Regions from separate parts of the Gossypium hirsutum genome. Here region 2 is linked to region 1. A link is a contact called in public Hi-C data. All regions are on one chromosome and are shown on one strand. Each heading gives the region's core, a stretch centred on a gene start, on an enhancer-like site or on the middle of the called end of the contact. The rest is flanking DNA. Distances are from core to core; before and after follow the strand shown. Region 1 holds the start of LOC107898598 (protein DETOXIFICATION 27). Region 2 holds the start of LOC121209853 (classical arabinogalactan protein 4).

Region 1 (2,919 bases), core at 165-2,664:
TCCAATCATATTTATATATCAATGTTTACACGTCGAATTAAAAGTCATCTAGGGCAATAATATATATGTTCAAGATTCATACCATATGGACAGAGCATCAACGGCTATCTCTGCGTTTTGGAGATTTCCGGTCATCAAAATTAATATTCTATAGTACCAGTTCTCCAAGCTGTAGATTTTTAAAACGTACAATGAGTTGAATTGGACAGCTTTTCACTTCAATGAAATTAAAAATGGCAGAGAAGGGGGAGGTGTACCTACCAAAGCATGACTCCAGAGGCGGCTGAGAGTTTGATGAATTCCCAAAGGCCAGAAAATGCTTCAATGGTGAAACCGGTCCAAGTTAGAGGACACCCTCCGCAAACAGTGTAGGCAAAGAGTCCCAAAACCAGAATCCACCAAGAAAAATTCAAGGTAACCACAGTCCCAACCACCCCAAGCTGAAGCCTATACACAAACACCCAACTTATGAAGATATGGACCAAAAGAGCCACCAGGGAAACCCATGCAATCACCATGTTTTTAAGCTGGCTCTGCAAGAACCTTTGCAGGGGAAACTGAAACGCAAAGCTGAAATGAAGCGGTATCATCCACATAGAAACGATCCCCGATAGCTCCGCCACATCTTGCGGCTGTCCCAATAGTTTCAACACCGGGGAAGCAAACAGATACAAAGGCAAAAGCAAAATACAACATAGGAAAAGAACAATCCATGAACGTTGCATGTATACGCCCAACATGTAGTATTTCTTTGCTCCAAAGGCTTGGCCACAGAGGGTCTCGAGAGCACTTGCCATCCCCAACTAATAAAAAACAAATGAAACGTTAAGCAAAGAACCAAATAATGGACCATGTAGATGAGAGTAAGGATATAGGTACCAGGAGGCCAAAGTCGAACCCCACGATGACATTATTTGCAATGGAAATGGCAGCAAGCTCGAGATCCCCAAGGTGGCCTGCAAAGGCTTGAGTGATAACCAGCATGGAGTAAGAGGCAAGGCGGCTGAAGATTGCAGGGCCAACTATCTGCCAAAGCTTACTTGATTCGATCCATACCCGTCTCCTAAGGGATTGGTTTTGATCATCTTGTTCAACTTTCAATCCTTCTACCGGACCTAAATCTTCAATCAAAGGGACCTTTGCTTCCTTCAACGCACCATGACTCGACATATTTTCTGCTCGCTTCTCGTCTATCGATCTATTTCTTATTCTTGGGGGTTCAATGAACTGAAAAATTCAGGACCGTGTTGTTTCTACGACGCATATATACGCACATATATCGACAAACACATTTTTTTATACGATTTGTATTTAATTACTTAATTAATATACATAAATTCTCGACTGATATAGATATCCATCGGCATGAAATTTTTTATATGTACGAAGAGTTGATTATATTATTAAATTTTAGAGGAAAGAGCGTATGAAACTGTATTTTTATATAATTTTTATTATTTTTCAATAAGAGAATCACAAATTAAATTTTTTCTTTTTTAACATTTTCAGTTGAGATTTTAATTTTTTCAAAAAGAAAAATCTGATTTATCCATACAATCTCTTCTCTAAATGATAGGTATACATCAAAGTCAATAAAATACAAATCATACATAAAATAAATAAATTTTTCATCTAAATTTATATATATATTAAAATATGTAAGAATTTTTCGAGCTAATCAAAATAATCATAAATAAGTAGTATATTCTTAAAATTTTCATGGTAAATATTTTCTAACTTTCAATAAAAGTTAATCAGTAAGAGTCCTCCATGGACTTCATATTGATAGGTAACAATTTTCAGTTTGGCTTTGGTCATTTATTTCGAAAGGAAGGCGATGGGGCGCTAGTTAATTAATATCGATATCTGTTGTTGGCGACTCGGTCCCAAGAGGGACTGGAAATATAGACACGTCGGTTGGCAGCTATTCTCGGCCTCTGCAATGTCACATGAAAAAAAAACAACACAAGTATGTCATTGCTCACCGCATCATATTTTTGGCACCATTCCAATCCTTGAGGTTTCTGCTTTTAGGTCGGGTACGGATCATAAGGACTATTCTTACGTCTTTGTCCGGGTCACCATCTTCTTCAATTCATAATTTCTGTTAGTGAATTATAATACGATAAAATTCGAACAATCAACGCGATTAATATAACTCAAATTTAAATTACACCTAAAACAGTAAATACTTTGATCATCTATCACATTAGATTCCATTTCATAAAATTTTAGTACTATAATAATTAGCTGTTCAAATATTTTATTATTTCTAATCATAAGTTTTTTGAATTAAAGCCAAGGTTGATTTTGCGTGGGACTTCTCTTGGACTCCTGGTTGAAAGCCATTTTTTCAATCCTAGTCATAATGTCCAAATAAAATATTAATTAAATAAGTAGTTTTTTTAAATTAAATATTAATTTTAAATAAGATTTTAAGTCAAATTAAAAAACCATAATTTTAGTTTTTGAAAAGTGTTTTTTTTTTAAATCACTTTTTATCTTCTTATTAAATTTTATATTCTACAACATCGTGTTTAAAATAAACATTTTATCTTATTAAATACTATTAAAATTTTTAAAAACATTTTTCAATAAATTTACTCTTAATTTAGGATTTTCATTCTTTGGTTTAAATATTTTAAAGCTACTTATAATTTTTTGAAATTTTAATTTTGAGATATTGAGTTATGTATCTTTTATTTAAAAGTTTTGATTCATTCGTTAAAGTTAATGATGTCAAAGGTAAAATAATTTTTTAGCTTTTAATATTTACATTTTTTGGTCAATTTGATCATTACCTTTTAAATGTAGAGTAAACTACACTAGTAGTCACCTAACTATTAGTAAATTTCTTTTTTAGTCATCCAACTATGAAAAGTTACAAAATAGTTACCTAACTGTAACACCCCTAACTCG
Region 2 (2,919 bases), core at 292-2,791, 350 kb after region 1:
CAATCAGATGGCCACAAATTTTAATTTGTTTTCATCGCTCGTTCGGTTGATGCCAAATTTAATGTTGTAATTTGACTAAAAATCCATGCCTTTTTAAATAAATAAATCCTTTTTGGCGTATGTAAAACAATTATTTCGTGTACTAAATTGTCAAAACCTTGCTTATCAAAGTAGAAAAAAAGGGGACAAATGAAGTCTGTTTTCGTCTAAACATTAAACTTATCTTAGTGCTTTCATTCAAGGATGCCTCCAATGGCCATTATACACACTAGCACACGTGTAAAAAGAAATGAAAAGAAACCAAAAAGGTGATTTCTCTAGATTTGATTATCGCTTGGGAATTTAAATAAAAATAAAAAATAAAAAGCAAATAATGCATAAAGTAATTAGACATGAACAATACATGGAGATGTTACATTTTTTTTAAAGAATAACAAACTGTTTTTATTCCACTGTAATTAGATGTACAACAGTCCAATCTCTACAACCATCCGGTCTTTACGCGTGTCACACCACCAATACAATCAACCATCCGAACCCAAAATAATAGAATCGTCATCATCAAACATACATAACAAATAAATTAAACAAAAACCAAAAAGTAGGGTGCAATGAAAAATATAAAGTAAGAGAAAAAAACACTACTCGAAAGAACAAAAGAGAGCATGAAAGTAAAGATTCTCAAGAATCATGATCCAAAACCCAAAAAAGCTGGACTTCACTTCACTTTCTTAAGCCAAAACGGCAGCGAAGAAAGTGGCGGCAAGAGCGATTGCACCAATGAAAACACCGTTGGTGGAGGCGGCAGAGGGAGGAGGGCCTTGGTCGGCAGTGGGCTCGGAGGCTGGAGCAGGTCCACTTGATGGGGTAGGACCTGGAGGGGAAGCGATTGAAGGAGAAGGTGAAGAAGCTTCAGGAGAAGGAGATGGGGAAGTGGTGGGTGATGGGGTTGGAGCTGGAGATGCAGATGGGGTTGGGGTTGGGGATGGGGATGGGGATGGGGTTGGGGTTGGGGTTGGGGTTGGGGTTGGGGTTGGGGTTGGGGTCGGGGTTGGAGTAGCAGCTGGCGGTGGTGGAGATGTGGGTGGGGATGATGTGGGTGGTGCTGTTGGTGCTTGAGCCATACAAGCGGTGGCCAAAAGACCCAACATCATCAAAACCTTAAACATGGTAGCATTCATCTTGGCTTAAAACTCAAAAAACTTGGACAGGAAAGAAAGGAAAAAAGGAAGAGTCTTTTCTTTGTTTTCTCCTGGAGTTTGGTAGTGAGGGAACTGAAAAGAGGGAGGGAATATAAAAAGGAAGGCGATAGTGGAAGTGGACAGCACGGAAAAAGAGACGAAATAACAAAAACAATAACGCAAGTTGATTCTTTCAGATTGTTTATACAAAACTATATAAATATATGTTATACTTATATATTCTTAATTATTAGCATCCCATCCATAATTACATACATGCAAGCACATAATATGACATGGTGGGATTAGCTAAGCAATGCGTTACGTTTAATTATTTTTACACTTTTAACTAATTATTATTTTTTCAGCTTCTTCAAAGATCGGATACAAAAGCTGTAGGTAACCTGTAAGGGCTATGATTCTGACACCTGTCCTTGATTAGATGAACTTAATAACCTCAATTACTGATGTAAATTTTGGATTTAGCCGCTGATTTATCGTGTAATGCCACAAAGGGTTGGGCAATTGTCGGTTGCTTAAGGTAAGTAAAATGTCCTTTTCTATATATCAGAGGGTTTTGACAAATACATCATATTTTTCTAGTATAAAAATAAAAATATTGGTCACCTTTTTCCCTAAGCAGACTACCTTCCGCGTTAAACTTTTCAACTACTTCTTCAAAGTAGTCGGTGATATTACTTCAATAACCCCTTTGAATATTTCTATGGTATACACATGATTAACTCTGGATCCAAATAATCTCATCTATTTGTTTTTATTATATTAGGGTTAGCTCTTTGATTATTTCTCGGAATAATTAAAGATTTAAGTCTAAACATGGGGTTTCAGCACAGACGTCAAGATCACAATGGCTGTGATTGATGGTGATACTTTGTTTACACCGTAGATGATTTTATCATTAATTAAATGGATAATTAATAATTACATTTGTTTAATGGTTAGCTGAGAAGTAGCCGTTTTCTGGAAATAATTGGGGACAGAGTAATTAGAATAAAGAAATAAATAAAATAATTAAAAAGAGCCGTTACAAATGGAAAATAACTAACACGTTCCCATTTGTGAGCCAAATGAGGCTGTGTCTTCTGGTCCAGCTCCAAGACAACGCGGAGAAGTTTGAAGAAGTCGTGATACTTCCTTTTCTTGGACGACAAGTGTTTTTAGGTCAGCAATAGGAGACACGCGGTAAGCTGAGAAAGGTGTTGTATGAAATTTAGGGTGAACCTGGCTGATGCTTTTTGAGTGGTTGAATCGTGACAACCAATGGAGGAATTAGCCAGACTATTTTATCGGGAATAATAAATTATTTAAATCACGAATTATGAATAGAAAGGAGCTGGCAAAAGCTGGCAAAAATTTAGAGAATTTGGGGAGAATTTGAGAACACAGCCATATTACCAAATTATTCCGATTTTAAAATTTTGACAATTTCGGACTTAATATTTAATTCTAACATTTTCCTTTTTCATCCAATTGTATTTAAGAACTATTCACTCATTTGACCTGGCGCAATTGTATTTTTTTTTAATTAACACTAACATTTCTTTTTTTGGGCAAATAACATCTTGGCTGAGTTTTTTAAGGTTACAGTCTTTTTAACCTTTTGATTAAGTGCAATTATACACTTAGAATTTGAATTATAATTCATATGTATATATGAAATTTTGATTTTAGTTCAATTGTACACATTTAAAACAAATGAATACACACATTTATTTTT

The links. Hi-C and Micro-C count contacts between places; a contact is called where the count stands out from the background.
Region 2: a contact with region 1 is called in a Hi-C map of leaf, with 2.2 times the contacts expected there. The contact joins the promoter of LOC121209853 here to the promoter of LOC107898598 in region 1. A contact is called at or near these places in 4 of 34 Hi-C or Micro-C datasets (all in leaf).

What each region holds. Positions count from the first base shown.
Region 1 is chrA11:52,515,275-52,518,193 of Gossypium_hirsutum_v2.1, forward strand. LOC107898598 (protein DETOXIFICATION 27) reads right to left here and starts at 1,415. Exons shown (of 8, transcript XM_016824102.2): 1 at 880-1,415; 2 at 262-803; 3 at 83-169. The coding sequence starts at 1,170.
Region 2 is chrA11:52,863,061-52,865,979 of Gossypium_hirsutum_v2.1, forward strand. LOC121209853 (classical arabinogalactan protein 4) reads right to left here and starts at 1,542. Exons shown (of 1, transcript XM_041081611.1): 1 at 418-1,542. The coding sequence starts at 1,181. The coding sequence ends at 732.